Linked DNA regions of Mus musculus: region 1 is linked to region 2. The links are chromatin contacts, called in public promoter capture Hi-C maps. All regions are on one chromosome and are shown on one strand. The core of a region is the stretch at or near the end of the contact, and the rest is flanking DNA. Distances in the headings are between cores, read along the strand shown. Region 1 overlaps Tnfsf10 (tumor necrosis factor (ligand) superfamily, member 10). Region 2 holds the start of Tnik (TRAF2 and NCK interacting kinase).

The links. Promoter capture Hi-C pulls out the DNA fragments that hold promoters and counts their contacts.
Region 1: a contact with region 2 is called in a promoter capture Hi-C map of liver, with 3 times the contacts expected there. The contact joins the enhancer-like site here to the promoter of Tnik in region 2. A contact is called at or near these places in 8 of 39 promoter capture datasets (the 3T3-L1 cell line, the SN4741 cell line, hematopoietic stem and progenitor cells and 3 more) and 1 of 115 datasets of contacts at active chromatin or transcription factors (stem cell-derived neural progenitor cells).

Annotation. Positions count from the first base shown.
Region 1 is chr3:27,319,455-27,325,264 of GRCm38.p6, forward strand. The region is part of intron 1 of Tnfsf10 (tumor necrosis factor (ligand) superfamily, member 10); the gene reads left to right. Among named protein-coding and RNA genes, the nearest start is that of Tnfsf10, 5.3 kb to the left of the region's middle. Within about 2 kb of position 1,912, at least 43 of the 459 cell types and tissues checked have an H3K27ac peak or open chromatin away from gene starts, as enhancers often do. A contact at or near this core is called in hematopoietic stem and progenitor cells and liver, where this site is marked.
Region 2 is chr3:28,258,865-28,265,063 of GRCm38.p6, forward strand. It overlaps Tnik (TRAF2 and NCK interacting kinase), which reads left to right and starts at 4,350. Exons shown (of 33, transcript NM_026910.1): 1 at 4,350-4,835. The coding sequence starts at 4,779.

The sequences.
Region 1 (5,810 bases), core at 662-3,161, 940 kb before region 2:
GAGATCCAACTGTAAGGCATTTTCTCAATTAGTGATCAAGGGGGCAAGGCCCCTTGTGGGTGGGACCATCTCTGGGCTGGTTGTCTTGGGTTCTATAAGAGAGCAGGCTGAGCAAGCCAGTAAAGAACATCCCTCCATGGCCTCTGCATCAGCTCCTGCTTTCTGACCTGCTTGAGTTCCAGTCCTGCATTCTTTGGTGATCAACAGCAGTATGGAAATGTAAGCCGAATAAACCCTTTCCTCCCCAACTTGCTTCTTGGTCATGATGTTTGTGCAGGAATACAAACCCTGACTAAGACACTCACCCAACCTTGAGCTCATTGTTTGCTTGTTACTGACTGAGCCTAGACCTCTAGACTTCTGCCCTGCAGTTGCCTGGACCTTGAGGTGAGGGAGTGGCATAGATTACCCCATGCCCAGCAGACATCTATCTTGTCTGCACTTTGACCACTTGTAAGTCTGTAATAACCACTGTCCTCCAGACAAAGAAGTGGGTCTGAAAAACTCTCAAACAAACAAGTCACACTTTGAAAAGCTGGTGGGTAGAAGAGCAAGTGTCTGAACAAAAATCAAAGTGAAGCTCAAAGAGTTAGCATTTGTCTCTCCCGTGATCGGATAGTGATTAGAACTCTGATCCAAGTCATGGAACCAAATGTTGTGTTTTATACAACCACAGGGAAAAGAATGTTTGGTGGACCTGTAGTCAGGTGTGGGGGTAGGGGGTGCCTCTGCAGGCCCATGCTGAGGTATCTCTTCTCCTGAGGGCATGGGGAAGGGAGTTAAGAGGGTAGTATAGATAGAGAAAGGGAGGGAGAGAGGGAGAGGGAGGGAGAGAGGGAGAGGGAGAGGGAGAGGGAGAGGGAGAGGGAGAGGGAGAGGGAGAGGGAGAGGGAGAGGGAGAGGGAGAGGGAGAGGGAGAGGGAGAGGGAGAGGGAGAGGGAGAGAGAGCGCAGAGGAGTAGAGGTCAGCCATAAACATGTGGAGAGAGAAGGGGGAGGGTAGGTAATGGGAGAGAGGAGGAAGTGAAAAGAGGACAGATGGAGAGCAAGAAGGCAAGAGAGAGAGGAGGGGGAAGAGTCAGGCACACCTGGCTGTTGCCAGGTAACCTGGGGGGGGGGGGTAAGACAAAATGCTAACACAATGTATCACATTTCTCAGTCCAGTAAGGCTGAGGGTGGGGGTGCACATAAACCAGATGTTTGAAATGTGTTTGGAGGGAGGAATCAGTCAGGGAAGTGCTTCCTATGTACACGTGAGAACTCAAGTTTGATCCTAATTACCCAGCATGCACCTGTAATCCCAGTGCTTGCAGGGAGAAGACTGAAGAATCCCTGAGGCTTGCTGGCTGAGGGTATATGTAGTCTTACTAGTGAACTCCAGGCCCTGTGAGAGACCCTGCATATCACACACACACACACACACACACACACACACACACACACTTTTATTTTATTTTTTAAAAGAGTATGCTTTGTTTTTAAATAACTCAGAGGAGTTCCTGTGTTGACAATAGTGTGAACACAATGGCCTGGCTTTCCTTCCACCTTTTCCTCTGATTAGACTTGACTTGGCTAGTGGTTTATAATCAGGATTTAACTCCTCCTTTGAAAAAAGTTGGACTTTATGTCAGGAGGAACCTAGATACAAACGCAGAAAATCCCCCGGGACTGGGAATGCCAAACTGACAAGAGTTAAAACCAACTCCACTTCAGGTTGCTCGTGTCCAAGTTGGGTAGACATATGCTCTAGGGAGCCGAGGAGTGGCAGGGATGGTGAACACCCCACTCCCTTGTCTAGAACCTGATGGAGAAATGAATTATCCAAGTTTAGACAGGGCTTTGGAGCCAGGGTAGAGCCAGAGCCCAGGGCTGTGGGTGCCAGGCACTACTCGCCAGCCCCATCCCCCACGTAATCTGCACTGTGCACATTGCCCAGTACACAGTGCAACATCCGACCTGCTGTCTTGTTTGGAACTGCATGGTAAGGGAAAGTTTCCAGAAAAATGGCTGTACAAAATTCACAGATAGCAATGGTCTCCGGGGGCCCTGCAGTTTGTATGTCCTATGGAGCAGGACTTTGATAATCCCAATCAGTTGGAAATTTTTCCAAGTGGGTGAGGTAGATTTTCCTTTTATTTGAAAATAATTATGAAAATTATGGCTGATGGTGATTTATTTATTATAGGGCATGCTGGTCAAGAATCTCCGCATACGTGTGGGGCCAGAGGACGACCTCTGATGTCATTTCTTGGATACCACCTACCTTTTTTTTTTTCTTTTTCTTTTGTTTTCTCTTGCTTCCTTTCTTCCCAGTTATTATTTGAGTCAGGGTCTCTCATTAACTTGGAACTCACCTGGTAGAGTCTCTCAGGGGCCAACCGCAGACTCCATTTCTCTCCACTGGGACTCCAGGACTGCCTTGCTTCTCTCTCTCTCTCTCTCTCTCTCTCTCTCTCTCTCTCTCCCTTTCTTTCATTTTTTCCCTTTCCTTTCTTTCTTTTTCTTTCTTTCTTCCTTTTTTTTTTGTTTTTTTTGGACAGGGTTTTTATATGTAGCCCTGGCTGTCCTTGAACTCAGAGATCTGTCTACCTCTGCCTCATGAAGGCTGGGATTAGATTCGTGCATTCCCCATTCATTGCCTGGCTTAGTCCTAACTTTGTTTATGTGGCTTGGGGGATGGAATTCAAGTCCACAAGTTTGTCTGGCAAGCATTTTCCTGACTGTGTTGTCTCTGTATCCTAAATTTGTATATTTCTTTCTTTAAAATTACATTTATTTATTATTTATGTGTGTTTGTGGGGGGGAACATGCTGTGTCATATGGGTGGTATCAAAGGACAACCTGGAAGAGTTAATTTTTTTCCCTTCTACCATGTGGGTCCTGGGGATTGAACTCAGGTCATAAGGTTGGTTATAAATACGTTGGTCTTTGAGTCATCTTGTTTGCCCCAAGTTTGTATATTCCCCGAGAAATAGAGTATAACTATTGCTACTTTTCAGTTCTACGTTTATGTAAGAGATTGGAGCACATCTGTGGTTATAGACTGTGGCAGCACACCCCAAGGTTTGTTAACTATACAGCATAAACAGAGTGAGTCTGTCTCTGTGCACAGGTGTCCGAGCAACTGGCACAGGTGGCAAGGTGGCCTCACTCCCTCTAAGATTTCCCCAATCCTCTGTCGACTCTGGCAGTCCGATTGGATAATTAAGGTTTCCAAAATTCTGCTCGAAAATCCAGCAGTTACAAATAAAGCTTAGAGTCTCTTCACACAGACACATTTCTTGAGGCAGAAAGGATGTGGTGAAGTAAGGATGTGGAGGGAGAGAGGAGGCAAAGGTGTCGCCAGAATAGCCTGTCTGCAAGGTCTGCAAGCAAGCTGTGGCCAGCGTGGTTCACACCTGTGGGTGCTAAGTGTGGACGAGGAGTGGGCGCTGAAGCTTTCCCTCTGCATGGTCTTTGCCAAGAAATCATTATTTGTGCAAAAAAATATCTCGTAAGACCAACAGCAGAGAGTTGACAATTGTGAGCTCAAGACGGTAGAATAAAGTGCACCTTTCTTTTTCAGATAATATACGTTTTCTAAACTTTCTGTGGTGAATGTCATAAGAATGGTTTGAGCTGTCGAAGTCTGCAGTTCTAAAAGAGTCCAGGAACTGGGCAAGCAAGCAAGGCAAGAACTCCACCGCTGAGCTGTGCCCTTAGATTTCAAAGACATGCCATGTCCGCATAATCGTAAGAGAAAATAATCACAGCCTTGCATACAGTCTGGTTCCCAGCCATGTGCACAGAGGGCCAGCCAGGGCTTAGGCGCATGCGGGGCTACTGTTTTCAGTTTAGTATTTTTGGTTTGTTTTTGGTTTTGTTGTTATTGTTTGGTTTGGTTTTGGTTTTGTTTTCAGATTATTAGCTGGGACCAGGCTGGCCTCGAACTCAGTAATCCGCCTGCCTCTTCCTCCCCCTCCCGAGTGCTGGGATTAAAGGCGTGCGCCACCACTCCCGGCTGGGAATTTGCTTTTTACCTTTATGAAAATGTTTTCTGAATTGTCCATGTCGTCTTAAGGCTTCTCTAAGCTTCTAGTTTATTTTCACTTCTACCATTGAGTCCCACACCCTGCCCCCCAACCCTCCACTGCTTCATTACCGTTTATGTAGTAACTCAATCACGTTCGTTAACTTGTATACCTTCTCAGAAGCCGACCCAACCCAGATACCCACTCCCACCTCCTGAAAATGTTTCTGGAAATTCCCAGAAGGTATCCTGGACATGAGCCAGCTGTTTAATTTGGGCTGGGCTGACTTAATTTTCCTCCTAGGGCACTTTGTCTTCCTCAGACTCCACCCCAGTTACAAGAGGACACTTAGACACCTTGGAAAGACCACAGCAACAACAGCAGCTCCTTCCTGCCCTCGACCCTAACCTTCCAGGCTCTCAACCCTTTCTTGTTGAAATAACCCACTGCTAGGAAAGAAGGAGACAAAGTTTCCCTAGTGTTCATTAGTGTTCCAATGAGCCACCAAGGTCTCTGTGGCTGCTCATTCGGTTTAAACAGTGAATGGTTGGCAATTCATTAAGTTTGGTTTATACTTTTGCTTAGAGGTACATTGCTGAGTGTAGAACTTTGTGATTCTGGACAGAACCTTGCATGAATAATGGAATGATTTTTTTTTTTAAAGAGATGGCTTGGTGCTGGAGTGTAGCTCAGATCATAGAATGCTTGCCTAGCAAGCTCAAAGCTCTGCTTCAATCTATAGCACCACACTACACCGAGAGAGCTGTTGGATGGGCTCCTCGAGCTTGGGAGGACAGAGACCCAAGGATCAGAAACTCAGGGTCATCCTTGGTTATCAAGGAAGTGTGAAGCTAGTGTGGACCATGAGAGGACCTGACTCATAATCAATCAGTCACTCACTTAGTCACTCACTCACTCACTCACTCACTCACTCAATCAATAGATTGTTTTTCTATAGGAAGGGTGAGTTCTTAAATTTACCACCACCCCAAACTTTGCAGGACACTAAATTTAAATAATAGATAAAAGTATTATGTTTAGGCCAGGCATGGAGGGGGATGCTTAAAATCCCATCACTCAGAAGGCAGAGGCAAAGGGATACCTGTGATTTTGAGCCCGGCTCCTTCAAAACTTACTCCAGTTAAAGGCAAATCAACGGATATTTTTAATCAACAGTGATAGGGATAGGACCAAGGGCTTCATGCATAATGGACATGCACTCTACCAGTGAGCCATGCCCCAACTCTACTCTTGTTTTCTTCTGTTTTGTTTTAACAAAGGGTCATATGGATTTGTACAGGCTGGCCTTGAACTTGCTCTGTAGCTTTGACAAGCCTTCAACTTGTGAGTCTCCTGCTTCAGTCCCCCAGCTAGCTGAGTTTACAGGTACCATGTCAACAAGCATTGGGAAATAACAGGTTGTGTATCCAAGCTGTGAGGAAACAAAGCCAAAGGAGAAAGAAAAAAAATCTAGCCAGGTGTGGTGGCACACGCCTTTAATCCCAGCACTTGGGAGGCAGAGGCAGGCAGATTTCTGAGTTCGAGGCCAGCCTGGTCTACAAAGTGAGTTCCAGGACAGCCAGGGCTATACAGAGAAACCCTGTCTCAAAAAACCAAAAAAAAAAAAAAAAAAAAAAAAATCTAAGTGAGAGGGAGTCTTCATCCTCCTCCTTGCCCTCCCTCCTGATTTGGTAACAGCCTGTGGTAATGAGCATGTTCTGGCTCAGGGCAGGCATGTGTGAATGTGTGGGAATGGGGGTTATAATATTAAGGTGTGATCATTGGTAAGGGTAAGGACTTT
Region 2 (6,199 bases), core at 3,100-5,599:
AAGTCCTGGATTATACCTCTAAGGATTTAAGTGTGCACATTATAAGCCTGTCTTGCTGTATTATTATCTTCGGTCTTGATTCAGTTTGCTAACTGATGCCAGGGTCTTTCTTCTCCAGTAATAGCTCCCGTGACCATTGGAGGAGTGCACTTGTCCGTGTGGGCCAACGCTGTGTTCAGAGCTCTCCTCTGTTCATCAGTGGTGCCATTCTGACTGAAGGTTTGCTTTAAGGAGTGTAGTAGGAGAACGGAGCAGCACTCAGAAGACACACACAGTGTTTGGGAGTGAGTTCCCATTTCTTCCCGTCATTGGGAATCAGCACCCAGGTACTAGCTTGCCTCATTGACCCTAGCATACATGTTCAGAGCTGGTGCCAGTGGAGGGGGGTGTGTGCTGCTGAGTCTCCTTATTCTGCATGTACTTTTTCATATCAGCTATCACTACATATCTAAAATAATCTTGTCACTGGCTGTTTATAAGCTTGTTTGTCTCTGTGAGGTGAGAGTTTTGTGTGACTCAGGCTCCTCAGGGCCTAGTACTGCTTTTATATAGAATGATCTACGTCGAATGAATCAATGAATCAATACAGTCCCTTGGTTACTCACCACAATAAACATGTCTGCTCATGCAGCTTCGGCCTGCCCAAATCTCACCCATACAGTTCCTTTGTTGTCATATTAAACGTCACATCCACTCTTACTGATTTAGACCATCTAGACAGTGCTCTGGATAAGTGGCCAGCTGATATTGCTTCTTTTAAGACCTTAATGTATGTTTAAAAATATTTTTTCCGAGGTAGACATGATGGCTCAGTACTTGGAAATTTCAAAGTCATCCCGAGCTATGTACCAAGTCAGGGGAAAACCTGGGCTACATTTGAACCCCTACACGTGTTACTTCTGATTTCTACATTGTGATTTGACTTGGCACATAGATTTGTTATTAAACAACACAGAACATAACAAGGAGAAGACACCTCTGGTTTCTCTCTTTTCTGAGTACTTTTAAAACACAAGAATGTTCCAAATATGTAAATGCACCAAGGACAATATTATCAATACCTATAACTAGCAGTCCATATTTAACTATTCCAACCCTGTAATGATATTTGCTTCAGCTTTTAAAAAACCGTAAGTTCTCACCGGGCTTCCTTGCCTTCCTTGTATCCTCTTCTTCGTCCTCCCTGGTCAGTTGCTGTGCACTTCCTGTCTGTGCCAGGCTTTCTGTTGTTGTTGCATGCTTAGAGTAGAGACAGCCAGCAGGCAGGTGTGTTTTCTTGGCTTTGAAGATATGCCTGAATGGTCTCTGCTTCCCCAGTCCTTCAGATCATGACAGGAGTAAAGCCTCATCTTGGTCGCATCCTGACTGCCTATGCTACTTGCTATTTGCCCTTTTTCCTGTCAGTTAACATCATGTATCTAAAATAATTTTAGTTGCTGACCTCTTGCCCCGCACTTCCTGTCTGCCCTTGTGAAGGCTGGGGTTCCTTGTTACCTGGGCTGTTCCATAACGAAGCAATAACCGACCAAAATGGTAGACCTTACTTTCATTATAGTGATTTTATATTGAATGTTTTCTTTTCTATAGGAGGAGGTATGTCTAGTGCTGTGGGGTACTCACCAGAGAAGACTTCTCAGACCAGACATGGGTTTAATCTAAAAGGAAGTCTTTATTAGCCAGCCAGCAACTATGCTAGGATCCCAGTGTAGCCCAGAGCCTTTCTCAGGGTGAGATTTTAAGCACAAAAACCATGCTCTAGGTTGACATACTTCAGTTAACAAGAACAGTTAGCCAGAAGCAGAGCCACAGAAGCCAAAAAGCAAGGCTAGTACATTTAGAGACTTTCTCAGAATTATGGTTTTTGATGGACTAGGCCTAGGCTTTAGTTTTAGAAGATGGTGTTGTCTCCATGCTGTTTTACAGCTGAGCGGTCCTTCCATCATGGAGTCAGTGGTGCTAAGTCCTTGGTGCCTACTAAGGACTGGGGCCCTAGTATGTCTAGACCTCTTTTTATAGTAGTGACTTATGTTTTCTTTTAAATTAAACACAAAGCAAAAACTGTTGATAAGAGTGCAGGATGGAAAGAAATCAGACTTCTGCTGGAACAGCTGAAATCTGAAATGTACTTGGCCTAAAGAAGAGAGTTTGATGTTCCTGAATAGGGCATGCAGAACTCTGCCTGATCTGCCCTCTGCCCTCTCCTGGTCCTAAGATTTCCCACCCTTGCCTGCCACTGCTTTCTACCCACTCCTCCCTCCCTCCCCAGGGTGCACTGTGTTGAACCCTCTTTGAAGCTATATCCATCCTTTCTGTCTGAGGTGGGGCTTCCTCAGCAGCAGTGGACTAGTCTGAACCTATTGTAAACCCCAAAGTAGAGTCTTGTGCTATTAGAGTTAGGGGAAAAGACCTTTTTGTGGTTTCACCTAAGTCTGTAGTACTTTTCTGTGAGCATGTTTATCTCCTATTTTCAAGTCTGAAGCTTTTAAAGGAGCCCTGCGTATGAATCTCAATACCCTAATCTGAAATTATTTTGCTTCATCTTGAGACATGTTAACCTGTTGTCTAGAGAAAGGGTGAGATAAGAAGGAGGAGGAGGAGGAGGAGGTGGAGGAGGAGGAGGAGGAGAGGAAGAAGAAGAAGAAGAAGAAGAAGAAGAAGAAGAAGAAGAAGAAGAAGAAGAAGAAGAAGAAGAAGAAGAAGAAGAAGAAGAAGAAGGGAAGAAGAAGGAGAAGGAGAAGATGATGATGACACACAAGGAAAAGTGTGGTGGAGGGAAAAGATGGCTTCTACTTGGTCCCTTCGTGGAGGCTTGTGGGTTCGGAACAGCATTCTAGTTTCATGGTATGGTTTAGAGAGCACATGACCCACCCCAATGAGTCCAAGACTAAACAGTCCAGCTAACACTAATTTCATTAGTGTTGGTCCGTTCATTCATTCTTTCAACTTGTTCTGAAGCTCATAATTAGTTTATTCTTCATGACTTTAAAAAGAAGTGGCAACAGCCCAAGTGTTGGTGTCCATGTGTAATCTGAGTACTTGGGTGGGCGGGGGGGGGGGGGTCATTTGCAGGACAATGAGGAGTTCAAGGCCATCCCCAGCTGCACAGTGAAGGGAAGACTTCCTTTAAGTACTTAAGATCTGTCTCATAACCATACCAAATCAAACAACCAATAAGATAAATCAAAAAGAACCTCTACTCCCCCCAAAAGAAAACAAAACAAAAAGTCAAATAAAAATCAACCCCCCCCAGTATGTTTAGCTTTTTATCTCAGTAGATGCTAGAGGAACACTCAGAACTATTGATGAGTTGAAGCCAGTGGGAAGAGTTCACTATAAATGTTTTCTTCCGACGTATTTTGCGTGGCCAAACTAGGAGACAGGCAAGGATGCGAGAGGGTTGGGGAAGTGACTTTACACTTTTGATAAAGAATGACGGGTTACCACTGCAAACACCCAGCTCTTGAGTGAAAAAGCGAGCGAAGTCAAATAGCTCGCGGGTCAGGGCTCACTATCCTAGAGCCAAACTTTCTCCATGAATCCAGGTAGGTCACCGCGGAAAAGCTACAAAGGAGGAAACACTGGGTTAGGTACTATGTTGCCCAATTAATGTCGGCCTTGGAGTCACCTGAATCCTTCGAGCTACTGCACCCAGGGAGCAAGCTTCTCTTTTCAATTCGGTCATTTCCGTGGGGAATTGCGGCACGCGCAGGTCTTGGGTGTGGCGATATCCAGACAGAGCTCACATCTCTCGGATTTCCAGCTTCTAGCAAACCTACTCAGCCTAGAGAACCACAGACGATTCGGGCCTGCCTTCCTGCAACCCAGTGGCCGCGAATGACCGTGACCCTGTGGCCACTGCTCAGCACCAAAGCCAGGCTGCCGGCTCGGCGCGTGTGAGCTTCTCCCCAACTCGCTCTGCGCGGGGAGGCGGATCCCCTTCCCTGCGCACAAGTCCTTATATGCACCGGTTGCACCGGCCCGCCTTTACTCCAGCCCCACAAATAATTAATGGGGGAGGGAGGACGCTGCTGCCTTTTCCCGCTGCCTCTCCCCACCACCCTTTTCACCATTAGAGTATCTGAACGCAGTCAAGAAACCCCAAGATACGATCGAAGAGCCATTTTGGTGCACTGCACAAATTGGACACATTAAAAATATATATTCAGCATTCAGGCTCCTGCACAGAGAGGCTCAAAAACGGCTGTTTAGATTCAGCACTATTAACCCTCAAAAGCTGGGGCGGAAAGGGTGCGTACCCCTCCCCCACCCTGGCTAGTGGCGGAGGGACCCGGTCAGGAAGCGCGGCCTCTCCCCAGTCGGAGACCACGCCTCTCCCCCCCCCCCCACTCCTCCCAGGAAGCGGTGATAGACAGTTCTGTGTGGTTCTCCACCCCCACCTCCCAGCTGAGTGGAGGAGTTGATATGTCTCATTATAACAGCCAATGCAGCCGCCATCCACGCACAAGCAAAGAAGCATGTCCCATTTAAATACACCCACGCAGCCCCAGCGCCCTTAGCCGATCAGGGCGCGCAGCCCACACGCACCGCGGCTCCGGGCTTGGAGATCCGCGCAGGTCGGGCTCCGGGATCCCGCGGATCGACGCTCTCGGAAGATCGGGATCGGACTCTTGCTGGGGCCCGGGTGGGCGGGGGAGGCTGGGCCCCGGGCCTCTCTGGCGGACAGCCGCATGAGGACGCGAGCGAAATAGACCGGGGTGGAATTGCCAAGGAAGACGCTTCGGGGTGGTTTTGGTCCATTTCTCCCGCGAAGAGTCGACATGGCGAGCGACTCCCCAGCTCGCAGCCTGGATGAAATCGATCTCTCCGCCCTGAGGGTGAGCAGAACGTGTTTTTTCCTTTTTTTCCAATGGTCTAGGGCTGAAAGAGGGAACGTTCCCTGCCTTTCTGTTCTAATTCCGGGGCAGCCGAGGGGTTCTAGGCTGAGCCCCTACCCCTACAGCAGGGGCTGGGCTCCCCTTGTGCTCCTAGGCTGTTCCCGAGGTTCCGCAAGGAAGCTGGTAGAGCTTGTCAGTTTCATCTTCGATCGGTGTAAGAGCATTACATGAAAGGCTGGTGTGTGTGTGTGTGTGTGTGTGTGTGTGTGTGTGTGTGTGTGTGTGTGTACCCGGGCAACCGTCTCGTGCCAAGGCGCGAGACCCGACTGCTCCTTGCTGCAAAAGATTCTCTTGGAGAAGAAAGGCACTGGCCCTTCACGTTTGCCAGCTACCTGCAAGATGCCATCGTGAGCTAGCTGTCTCTACCAGCGGACCCTGCTGCTCCAATGGAGCAGTAATTGCTGCTCTGGGCTGGTCTTGTAGGTGCTAACTGACTCCCTTCCCGGCTTCTGTCTCCGGTGCTGGGGCTCCGGCTCAGCTCTTCCCTATATGCCAGTGTGCACTCACCTTTATCTGTGGTTTGAACTCAGCCCTGCCTATTCCTTCCCTCGGTGACTGTGACCTTTCAGTTTTATGGCTGAACTTCAGCAGGTGAAAGAGAAGCTTAACCGCTTCTCCTCACCACACCGGAACTCCCTGGAGAGATTGTGTGTGCGTGTGTGCCTGTGTGCCTGTGTGCCTGTGTGTGTGTGTGTGTGTGTGTGTGTGTGTGTGTGTGTGTGTGTGTGTGTGTGTGTCCCAGGTCTGTGAACAGTCCTTTGTAAAACATATTCCCTTCCCCGAGCCCGGCCGCTTTGCCTTTACCTAATGAAACACCTCAGACGTCGTTCCATTGTATTGAATAAGACTTTAGTGATCTAGAATCCATTTTGCTGTTGTTTGAAAATCAGACTGCCAGGAATCCCATTGCAGCCTCGACGCTTCCCCACCCCCACCTCTAATCCCAGCACACTCCTTCGGGGAAGGGGGCCGAGCGCTCTTGCCATTTTAATTAGATGCTGCCTGCCAGGAAGGGGGTGAGGAGGGGTGGTGGCCTTGGCAGCAGCAGGCATCTGAGAAAGATTGGACACCAATCTCAGTTCCACTAGTTTCTTCCTCTCCCGAACTAAAAATAAAATAAACAGCAAATGCATATGCTTGATGCCTGGAGGGTAGGTGAGACCTAAGAGATGGTGTCTCATCTCATGTCACCCACCGCCAGTAGGGGTGGAAGTTCAGTGGTTCTCCGGAACACATTGTTAGATTGATGCTAGAATCTTGAGGCCGTTTACCTGTGTCTACTAAAGCCTTCCTGCCCTTACATT